Regions from separate parts of the Sus scrofa genome. Here regions 2 and 3 are each linked to region 1. The links are chromatin contacts, called in public Hi-C maps. All regions are on one chromosome and are shown on one strand. Each heading gives the region's core, a stretch centred on a gene start, on an enhancer-like site or on the middle of the called end of the contact. The rest is flanking DNA. Distances are from core to core; before and after follow the strand shown.

Region 1 (2,816 bases), core at 146-2,645:
TTTCTCCCAGTGGTCAGCACACAGGCTGGGATACCAAGCACACCTAAGCGACCAACCAAGAAAACATTAAAACTGTGAATAGAGCTGCCCAACTGACTGCTGCAGGCCTATAACCTCACAAGTCTGTCCTATCATCTCTACACATGAGTGTGAAGGGAGTGGGGTGCTGGTACACAGAAGAATCAGCAAGGGAGTCAAAACGCAACATCAACTTTTTTGCCCCAGAGGGCCCACATTTCCAGCAAGCTCTCTGCCAGGGGTTAGGATAGATAAGATACCTTGTAAAAACTTTAAAAGCTGGGCCAGGGTAGGCGTGTGGGGAATGATTTCAAATTATCTCCTGATTAGAGAAATTCTAACCAGCTGAGAAGTCTCACCTGGGAGTGAATTCTCAGAGTGAATGCTGCTCCCACAATGGGCGCTGACCTAATGAGCAATGTCACCACCTTTAGCCCGCAGTCTCTGCCTCCTTATGAAGACCATTGCCTAAGCACTGTCAGGATCGTGTTAGCAGTACAATAAAAGGGAAAATGAAAGAAGAAGGGGGAAGTTTATCAGGCAGCCCGCCCGCCCGCCCGCCCCAGCCGGTCTCACCTCCCGGTGTCCAGCTCCCGGCCCGCAGAGCCTCCCATGTCTGTCAGGCTCCCAGCTGAAGCAGCCAGCTCTCCAGAAGGCCTCTTGCCGGCCCCATCCCCACCGCCGGAGCCACCGTTGCAGCTCTTCGTGCGAAAGAGGCGACTGAGGCGAATTTTGAGGGAGCCCTTCCGAGAAGGGCCCGCGAGCGGCCGGAGGGGCCCAGGAGGAGGTGGGGGCGGGGGAGGTTGCTGCTGCTGTTGCTGCTGCTCCCCTCTACTCAGGCGCCCTGGAAGGACCAAGTCCTGCATTGGGAAGGGCACCGGGGGTAATTCAGGGCCAGGGGGCTGCAGCAGAAGCCGGCCGCCCCCTCCTCCTCCGCGGCCCGGGCTGCTGAGCTCCTCTTCCGAGCAGCTGTTAGTCTCCAGGCTCTCGGCCTCCGACTCCAAGCCCTCTAGGACCAGCAGCGCGTCGCTGGTTTCCGTGGGGTCCTCCCCGGCCTGCGGGGCGGCAGCAGGCGGCTGGGGCTGCGGAGGGGGCGGCTGCGGGGGGCACGGACATGGGCAGCAACCCCCGCTGACCGTCTTGACTCCCGGCCCCGCCGACTGCCCGAGCCCCAGGGCCGCCAACTGCGCCTCTAGTCCAGCTGCCGGACCCCAGGTCCGCTCGAGCGCCAACCCCGGAGGCAGGGCCTTGGGGTCCAGAGCACAGCGGTGCCGGGGACACAGCAGTTCTGAGGGTCCCGGATCCGGGGCCGCCTCCGCGTCCTCCTCCTCCGGCGGCCGACCCACGTTGCGGAACACCATCAGCTGCGGCGGCCTGGAGCCCCGCGGGCCGGGCCGCGCGAGGAAGGGTGGCGGCGCGGGGCCATGGCCCGGGGGCGGCGGCGGCGGGCCTGGCTCGGGGGCCGCCTCTCCATAGCCGAGCAGGCGGCTCAGGACGCGGTACGAAGCGGCCGCCGCCGCCGCCTCGCCATCCCGGAGTTCGGCCCCCTGCATCGGGGAGAGGGAGGGAGGGCGGGCGGCTGGGAGCCGGGCTGGGGTGGGGACTAGGCCGGGCCCCGCCGGAGCCCCGCCCGCCGCGGCCCCCGGAGCGACAGCGCTAACGGCCACCGCGGCCTCTGCCTCATACAGGGGGCGGGGGGCGCGCGGAGCCCAGCGCGAGCCCAGGCCGCGCGCCGCCGCCGCCGAGCCCCGCCCCTGGTGGCGTCACTTCCTGGCGTGATAGCCACGCCCCTTTCCCCAGAGCTTGCTCGCGCAGGCCTCTACGGAGCGTGACGTTGCGCGCGGCCTGGGCTGCGATTGGCAATGGGCTTCTTCTCGCCTAGCAGTTAGCCCCCTACTGCGACCCCGGTTTTTCACTTCCCAGGTGCTCAGGCCGAGCCCCCCCCCAACCCGCGGGTAAGGTGGGGTGGCCCTGGGAAGCCTAAGCTAGTCCTGGAAGAGAGCCGCTGACCCTGGGAGGACAGTACCCCTGGCTCCGGTCCCTCCTGTGCCGCTTGCGATGTGCGACTGTGGCCACGTCGTTTGTTCATTGATTAACTGTATTTTCCCCCCTCCCTTGGCATCTAGTGAGTATTTATGAAATGACACATGAATAACATGTTCTAGACCAGGACATGTGCTGATAAGTGTTGAACAGCTGATTGTCAAGAGAAAACGGGAATGTATGCATATATATATACACACACACAAATTTATCATAAATTGTGCTGATGTAAAGGATGTGAAGCACAGAATTTACAAATAATAATGTACAACTGCAAATTCCTTATAACCAATTGATTCTCACAGAATGCTTTCATTGATTTTTGCCAGACTCCTGTATGGGTGGCCAACCTGTCGTTTCAGTTGACTGGAGAATACAATTGTGACATAGATGTTAGTTGATGTTCTCTGCATCAGTGTAAGAGGGAAGTGAAAAAACAAAGACTTCTTAACTGTCCATTATGGAAGCGACTTCTTTGCTGAATTGGAAAATTGTTTTCAAATACTGAAAGAATATTTCCTGAGTTTCTGTGCCATACACAATGTAATGGCTGCAGATATAACACGTTCATGTAAAATCTTAAATATTGGAGTTCCCACTGTGGTGCAGTGCGGCACAGGGGTAAATGATCCAGCTTGTCTCTGTGAAGGCGTCTGTTGCATCCCCAACCCTGCGCAGTGAGTTAAGGATCCGGCATTGCTGCAGAGGCATAGGTCAAAGCTCTAGCTGGAATTCAGTCCCTGGCCCAGGAACTT
Region 2 (2,816 bases), core at 146-2,645, 43 kb before region 1:
GCCCCGCCCCCGCCCCGCCCCTCCCTCCCTCCCCCACCCGCGGGTAGAGACTCCGCGCGCGCTCACACACACACATACACACACACACACACACTCTCCCTCTCTCTCTCTCTCTCTCTCTCAATCACACACATACAATGCACACACACTCCTCACACATCCCAGGGGGCACATCCTGCCAGCACCCCCTCTTCCACCTGTCCTGGGGGCACTGCTAGTCCAGAGAAGATCCACTCTCGGGGCAGCCCCTCTCCTCGCTTCTGAGGTGATCAGAGTCAGAAGGGGCCCCAGCCCTTTTTTTATGGGGACCATAGAGGAGGCCCGCCCAAGGTCACGCAGCAGCTTGGTGACAGAGCTGACCCCATGACTCAGACGGCTGTGATCACCTGAGAGCCCGCCAGAGATACCCACAGAGCCTGGACCCCAGGGAGACCCCACCCCGTGATCAGGAGTCTGAGCCCTGTGACCCGATGAGGACAGGAGCTGGGGAGGGAGGGGCCACTCCCCGCCGCCGGGATCCAGCCTCTCTTCATCCAGCCTCTCTTCGAATGTCTCCCCGACGCCCTTGGGTGGGTGTGGAGAGCAGGAATGGAGATTCCTGTCGCCCACCGTGTGCCATGCCCGGGGCATGTGCCAAGTAGGAGGAGGAGCTGAACTGTTTGTCCAGTGACAGAGAAGGGTCATCTGAAGCTCCAATACCAGCTGGGAACCCGACCTGTGGGCAGTGGAGCCACCAACTCTGGTGAAGGCCAGGAAGGGGGCGAAAAGACTGCCTCCCCCACTGATATTCCCTCCCCCATCAGGAGTGGCTCCTGACCACCCACCAGGCCCCCCACACCCCTCATCCCACCACCCCACCCCCACCCCCGTCCTGCGCCTTTCAGGGCAGGGCCAAACCAAGGGGGCTACCACATGAGCAGGCACGTGAGAGGCAGGCATGCTGCCCAGGGCGGGAGTGTGTAGACCCGGAGTGGACAAGGCTGGGAATTAACCTGCCCTGAGGCGGGCAGTGGGGTGGGGGCATCAGGCTGGCTGCACAAACCCCCTGGGCCTGTGCCCAGGCGGCATGAAGGGGACCCTCCTTATGGCGCCCTAGCCACCACCAAGGGGACCCGAGGGTGAGGGGGCAGGGGGCTGGAAGCTGAGATGGGGAGAGTTAAGATCCTCAGCAGGTCCAGACAAAGGGGGCTTTATAGGCTGGGGGTGGGGAGCATGCTAGGGGGAGGAAGGCAGGAATGCAGGCCGGGAGGGCCCCAAGCTCCCAGGCAGCCCAGTTTGGGGCTGAGGTTGGACCCCCCAGCCCTCCCGTGCTTTGGCCCTGCAGAGTATGTGCTGCTCTGCTCCTGGGACTGCAGCCAGCAGTCTCGGCCACCCCTCCCCTCAGGGATCTGTTGGGCGCTGCCCACACACTCCCAGTCTTCCCCGCCCAGCTGGCTGCGGCCTCTCTTGGCTTCCCTGCCATGGCCTCTCAGCGGCCTCGTGGCCCCGGTCTGCTACCCAACTGGGTGCCCTGCTGGCTGCCCAGGGAGGGGAGCGACAGACTTGGGTGGGGTCACAAGGCTATGGGGTCAATGAGGCCCTTTGTCCCTTCAGATGGAATCTGTCCTGGGCTAAAGAGACAGGAGACAGAGAAGAATGCTAGCCAGCAAGCACGGTCCCCCTGACCCGGTCTCTCCCAAGCCCTGGTGGAGCTGGGCCCAGGGCTACGGAAGGCAGGCTCCATTCTTCCCAGTTGCTTTCCCTCTGGTTTTCTTTCCGGGCTGAAGCAGCCACTGGAAGTGAAAACGAGGAAGAGGAGGTGGCCCAGTGACAGTGGCCACCCATTCTGGTCTCTGAATCAGCTGCTGCTTGCCCAGGGCTAAGGTCTGGCCTGGGACTTTGCAGGGTCGAGAATTGTCTGTCCCCAAAGATGCTGATCTGGCCCTGAGGAGTAGACTCCTACTAGCCAAAGTCATGGTGGCTAGATTGCTAGACCCCAAAACTATTTTATCAATGCACCCTGAGCACTACAGGAAGCTTCATAAGCAGAGAATCCCAGTGAACAGAAGGGGTGGTACTGCCCAGCATCTTTACCCCAGCCTGCAGGGTCCACATGTGCAACCACCCCAGTCCTCCCTCTTCCCTGGCAGCCCGGATCTCTGATAAGCTCCTACTCTGATTTCTGTTTCTACACTGGACATGGGTCAGAACCTTCAGCCACAGCTTTACCTCCAAGGGGCAGCAGTGGGGCAGGGACAGGGCCCAGCTCAGGTCATTGGATGTATGTCTTCTTTTATCTCCTTCATAAGATTAAAAGAAGACAGCCTTGGAGTTCCCTGGTGGCTTAGCAGTTAAAGGGTCTAGTGCTGTCACACTACTGTGGCTTGGGTTCAATCCCAGGCCTCGGAACTTCCACAGGCTTCCATTGCTGGGGAAAAAAAAGGGAGGGGGGGGAGGACAGTCTTATCTCTTGATGAGTGTCTTGGGCAAAAATCTCTTTTCAGACGGTAAAAAATGTCCAAGTCGAGCCGGCATCAGATTTTCCATCTCACTGAAAAGCTTTGAGTTACACTGGAGGAGGACAGGCTAAGCTCCAAGCCGCAGATCTGCCGAAATTTAGTAGCTCTGTGGGCAGGTATTCTCACCTCTCTGAGCTCCAGCTTCCTCATCAGGGGAAACCAGGAGGCATAACAGCACCCCCTCCAGGGGCTGATGAAAGATTAAATGAGATGCGAGTGTTAAGCGCTTGGTCCTCTAATGGGCACATACCGAAATCATCAATACAAGTTAAATACCTTCCATAAAGAAGCTGAATGATTTCCTCTTACGCTGATTAT
Region 3 (2,816 bases), core at 225-2,724, 43 kb after region 1:
GAGATTGTGGGTTCGATCCCTGGCCTCACTCAGTGGGTTAAGGATCTGGCATTTCTGTGAGCTGTGGTGTAGGTCGAAGACATGGTTCAGATCCCGAGTTGTTGTGGCCCTGGTGTAGGCTGGTGGCTACAGCTCTGATTCCACCCTAAGCCTGGGAACCTCCATGTACTGCAGGAGTGGCCCAAGAAATTGCCAAAAGACAAAAAGCCAAAAAAAACAAAAAACAAAAAATCATAGGCCAAATCATTCTACTCTCCAAGAAAATCTCTGACAAAAGGGGACTGGGTCTGGGTCTCAGAAATACCATGTCTCACCTGTACAGGCTAGATGTATGGGGCGCTCCAAACGTTCATGAGGTATGACCAGTCCTGCTTTCCGGGCATGTTCTACAAACTCCTTCTCTGATTTGTACTTGGGTTGATAGGTAGGGGGTGTGAAACGTTTTTTAGTTCTCACTGGAACTACTGCTGTGGACTGAGTCACCAAGACTGGCTGGAGGATAGCAGAAAAAGGTTAGATAATCAATCTTGCACAAATTCTAAGCAGAGATAGAAAGGGCACATCCAAAAAATGACTTAGGAACAATTATAAAGCCACATGTCACAAGGGGAAATGCACTACTATCTTAACAATTATGGCTGTCCCTTACTAAAAGGCAGTAAGTAACTTTACTAACACAACCCAATGTTTACGCATGGCTTTCCTTTAGTACTTTCCATGGCACAGGACTATGCCAAACCCCTGGGATGCAGAGTTGATGAAAGCAAGGCTTTTGCTTTCAAAGAACATTCAGTCTGATGGGGAACTTAAACACCAACTCTTTGGTATCTCCTCTACATTTACTCAGATTACATTCTATTGAAAGCCTCACTGTAAACTTTACTCTGTCGCTCTAGCTCCTAAGTGATCAATAACCCTTTCAAAGGCCAGGTTTCTTCTCTCTGATCATGAGGTTTCTTCAGGCAGGTACGAGACTCTCTCCTGTACAGCCACTGTGCAATTGAAATATTTATAAAAATAAAAGGGAAGCGAGCCCACCTTCCAAACCATTCTCTCCCCTTTAACACCTTCACGCTCGTCTGACCCAGACTTAACGGGAGAAACCTTAATCCTCGAGAAACTGCTCGCTCTCATGGCCATACCGAGGCTCTCACCACTCAGCCACACAGCTCAGTAGCTGTGTCCCGTTTACCTCAACTCTTCCCTAGCCTAGGTACGACTCATATCATCCAAACTCACGAAGGACAACTGCAAAGCGAGTATTTCTCTCTACTCTCTCCTACTCCTCCAGCCCCAAGAGTCCTATCCACCCCCGTCCCTACCCACCTGCCGAGACCACCATCCTAAAACCCTGGGTAAGCAAGACAAGCCCCGTGTTACGGGGGCTGCCATTTTGCTCGCGCAAAGGCAGCTGGGATGGAGACTGAAAGTGATGCGCCTGGGGCAGGAAAGAAGGCGCAAAGGGTGGAGCTAGCGCGGCCGTGGAATTTTCCAGGGCGCGCGCCCTCCTCCAAAGTGCGAGAGGCGCGAACGCGCACGTGCACGTCTGGGAGGGGGGCGGGGTGGGGGAGTGGAGTAGGGCTGCGCCTGCGTGGTAAGACGGCGTTGGGGGCAGGGGGAAGCACGGTTGTCACGCGCCAAGCGGAGGGCGCGGAGCCAGAGCTGCGCTTGCGCACCAGGCGTTCTGGCGGCCGGGAGTTACTCCCTTCCTGTAAAATTGGCACGTTGCTGCACCTTGCTTCTAGTCCGTGAAGAATGAGAAGCTGTTTCTCTTCTGAGACAAGTGTTTTTCTTCAGTGCCTACTTGGATCTTAGGAATGGCAAAAATGACTGGGTTCTGGGTCTGGGTCCGTCCTCGGACAACCTTAAGGCGGAGTTAACAATATAGTATTTATATGGAATAATATAGTTTTCCCAATCTGTACCGTGTGAAGGATAATAGTCTTTCTTACCATCAAATTAAGGTAGTTAATGACTATTGTGTTTATTGAAACAAAAGACGCATGGACTGATAAAAACATCTGTCTTTTTGGGACGGAGGTACAGAGGTACCTGTAGCACTTGCTTAGGCATTGCCAGGCAATTCGCTAAGCATTTTACATTTATTTACTCAATCATCAACGTAGGAGTAATACTCGTTTACATATGAACTTGGGCAGCACAGAAATTATGTAATTTTTCTAAGGTCACACAGCTAAGAACTAGAAGAATTGGGATTCACGTTCAAGCAGTCTAATTCTAGAACCCATTCACTGACTGCTACCTTGTACTGCTTCAGTAATCATTGCCGAAAGGCAAACACTTTCTATACTTAACTTTACGGTTTTATCTCATTTTGCCAATTAATTTTTTTTTTTTTTTTGTCTTTTTTGTTGTTGTTGTTGTTGTTGCTATTTCTTGGGCCGCTCCCGCGTCCCGCGGCATATGGAGGTTCCCAGGCTAGGGGTTGAATCGGAGCTGTAGCCACCGGCCTACGCTGGAGCCACAGCAACGCGGGATCCGAGCCGCGTCTGCAACCTACACCACAGCTCACGGCAATACCGGATCGTTAACCCACTGAGCAAGGGCAGGGACCGAACCCTCAACCTCATAGTTCCTAGTCGGATTCGTTAACCACTGCGCCACAACGGGAACTCCTTTTTTTTTTTTTTTTTTTTTTTGGTCTTTTTAGGGCTGCACCTGCAGCATATGGAAGGTCCCCCGCTAGGGGTCGAATTGGAATTGGAGCTGTAGCCCCTGGCCTATACCGCAGCCACAGCAACACCAGATCCAAGCTGCGTCTGCAAACTACACCACAGCTCAGGGCAACGCCAGAT

The links. A called contact is a pair of places that touch in the nucleus more often than the background predicts.
Region 2: a Hi-C map of subcutaneous adipose tissue shows a contact between it and region 1, with 5 times the contacts expected there. The contact joins the enhancer-like site here to the promoter of SOCS7 in region 1. A contact is called at or near these places in 3 of 5 promoter capture datasets (fetal liver, fetal skeletal muscle and liver), 29 of 47 Hi-C or Micro-C datasets (adipose tissue, alveolar macrophages, blood and 16 more) and 2 of 2 datasets of contacts at active chromatin or transcription factors (alveolar macrophages and skeletal muscle).
Region 3: a Hi-C map of brain shows a contact between it and region 1, with 4 times the contacts expected there. The contact joins the promoter of MRPL45 here to the promoter of SOCS7 in region 1. A contact is called at or near these places in 2 of 47 Hi-C or Micro-C datasets (brain and embryonic fibroblasts) and 1 of 2 datasets of contacts at active chromatin or transcription factors (alveolar macrophages).

Annotation. Positions count from the first base shown.
Region 1 is chr12:23,721,667-23,724,482 of Sscrofa11.1, forward strand. It overlaps SOCS7 (suppressor of cytokine signaling 7), which reads right to left and starts at 1,396. Exons shown (of 10, transcript NM_001201486.1): 1 at 595-1,396. The coding sequence starts at 1,379.
Region 2 is chr12:23,678,681-23,681,496 of Sscrofa11.1, forward strand. No RefSeq gene overlaps it. Among named protein-coding and RNA genes, the nearest start is that of ARHGAP23, 12 kb to the left of the region's middle. Within about 2 kb of position 1,396, at least 30 of the 83 cell types and tissues checked have an H3K27ac peak or open chromatin away from gene starts, as enhancers often do. A contact at or near this core is called in adipose tissue, fetal liver, fetal skeletal muscle and 1 more, where this site is marked.
Region 3 is chr12:23,765,002-23,767,817 of Sscrofa11.1, forward strand. MRPL45 (39S ribosomal protein L45, mitochondrial) reads right to left here and starts at 1,475. Exons shown (of 8, transcript XM_021067079.1): 1 at 1,327-1,475; 2 at 315-492. The coding sequence starts at 1,392.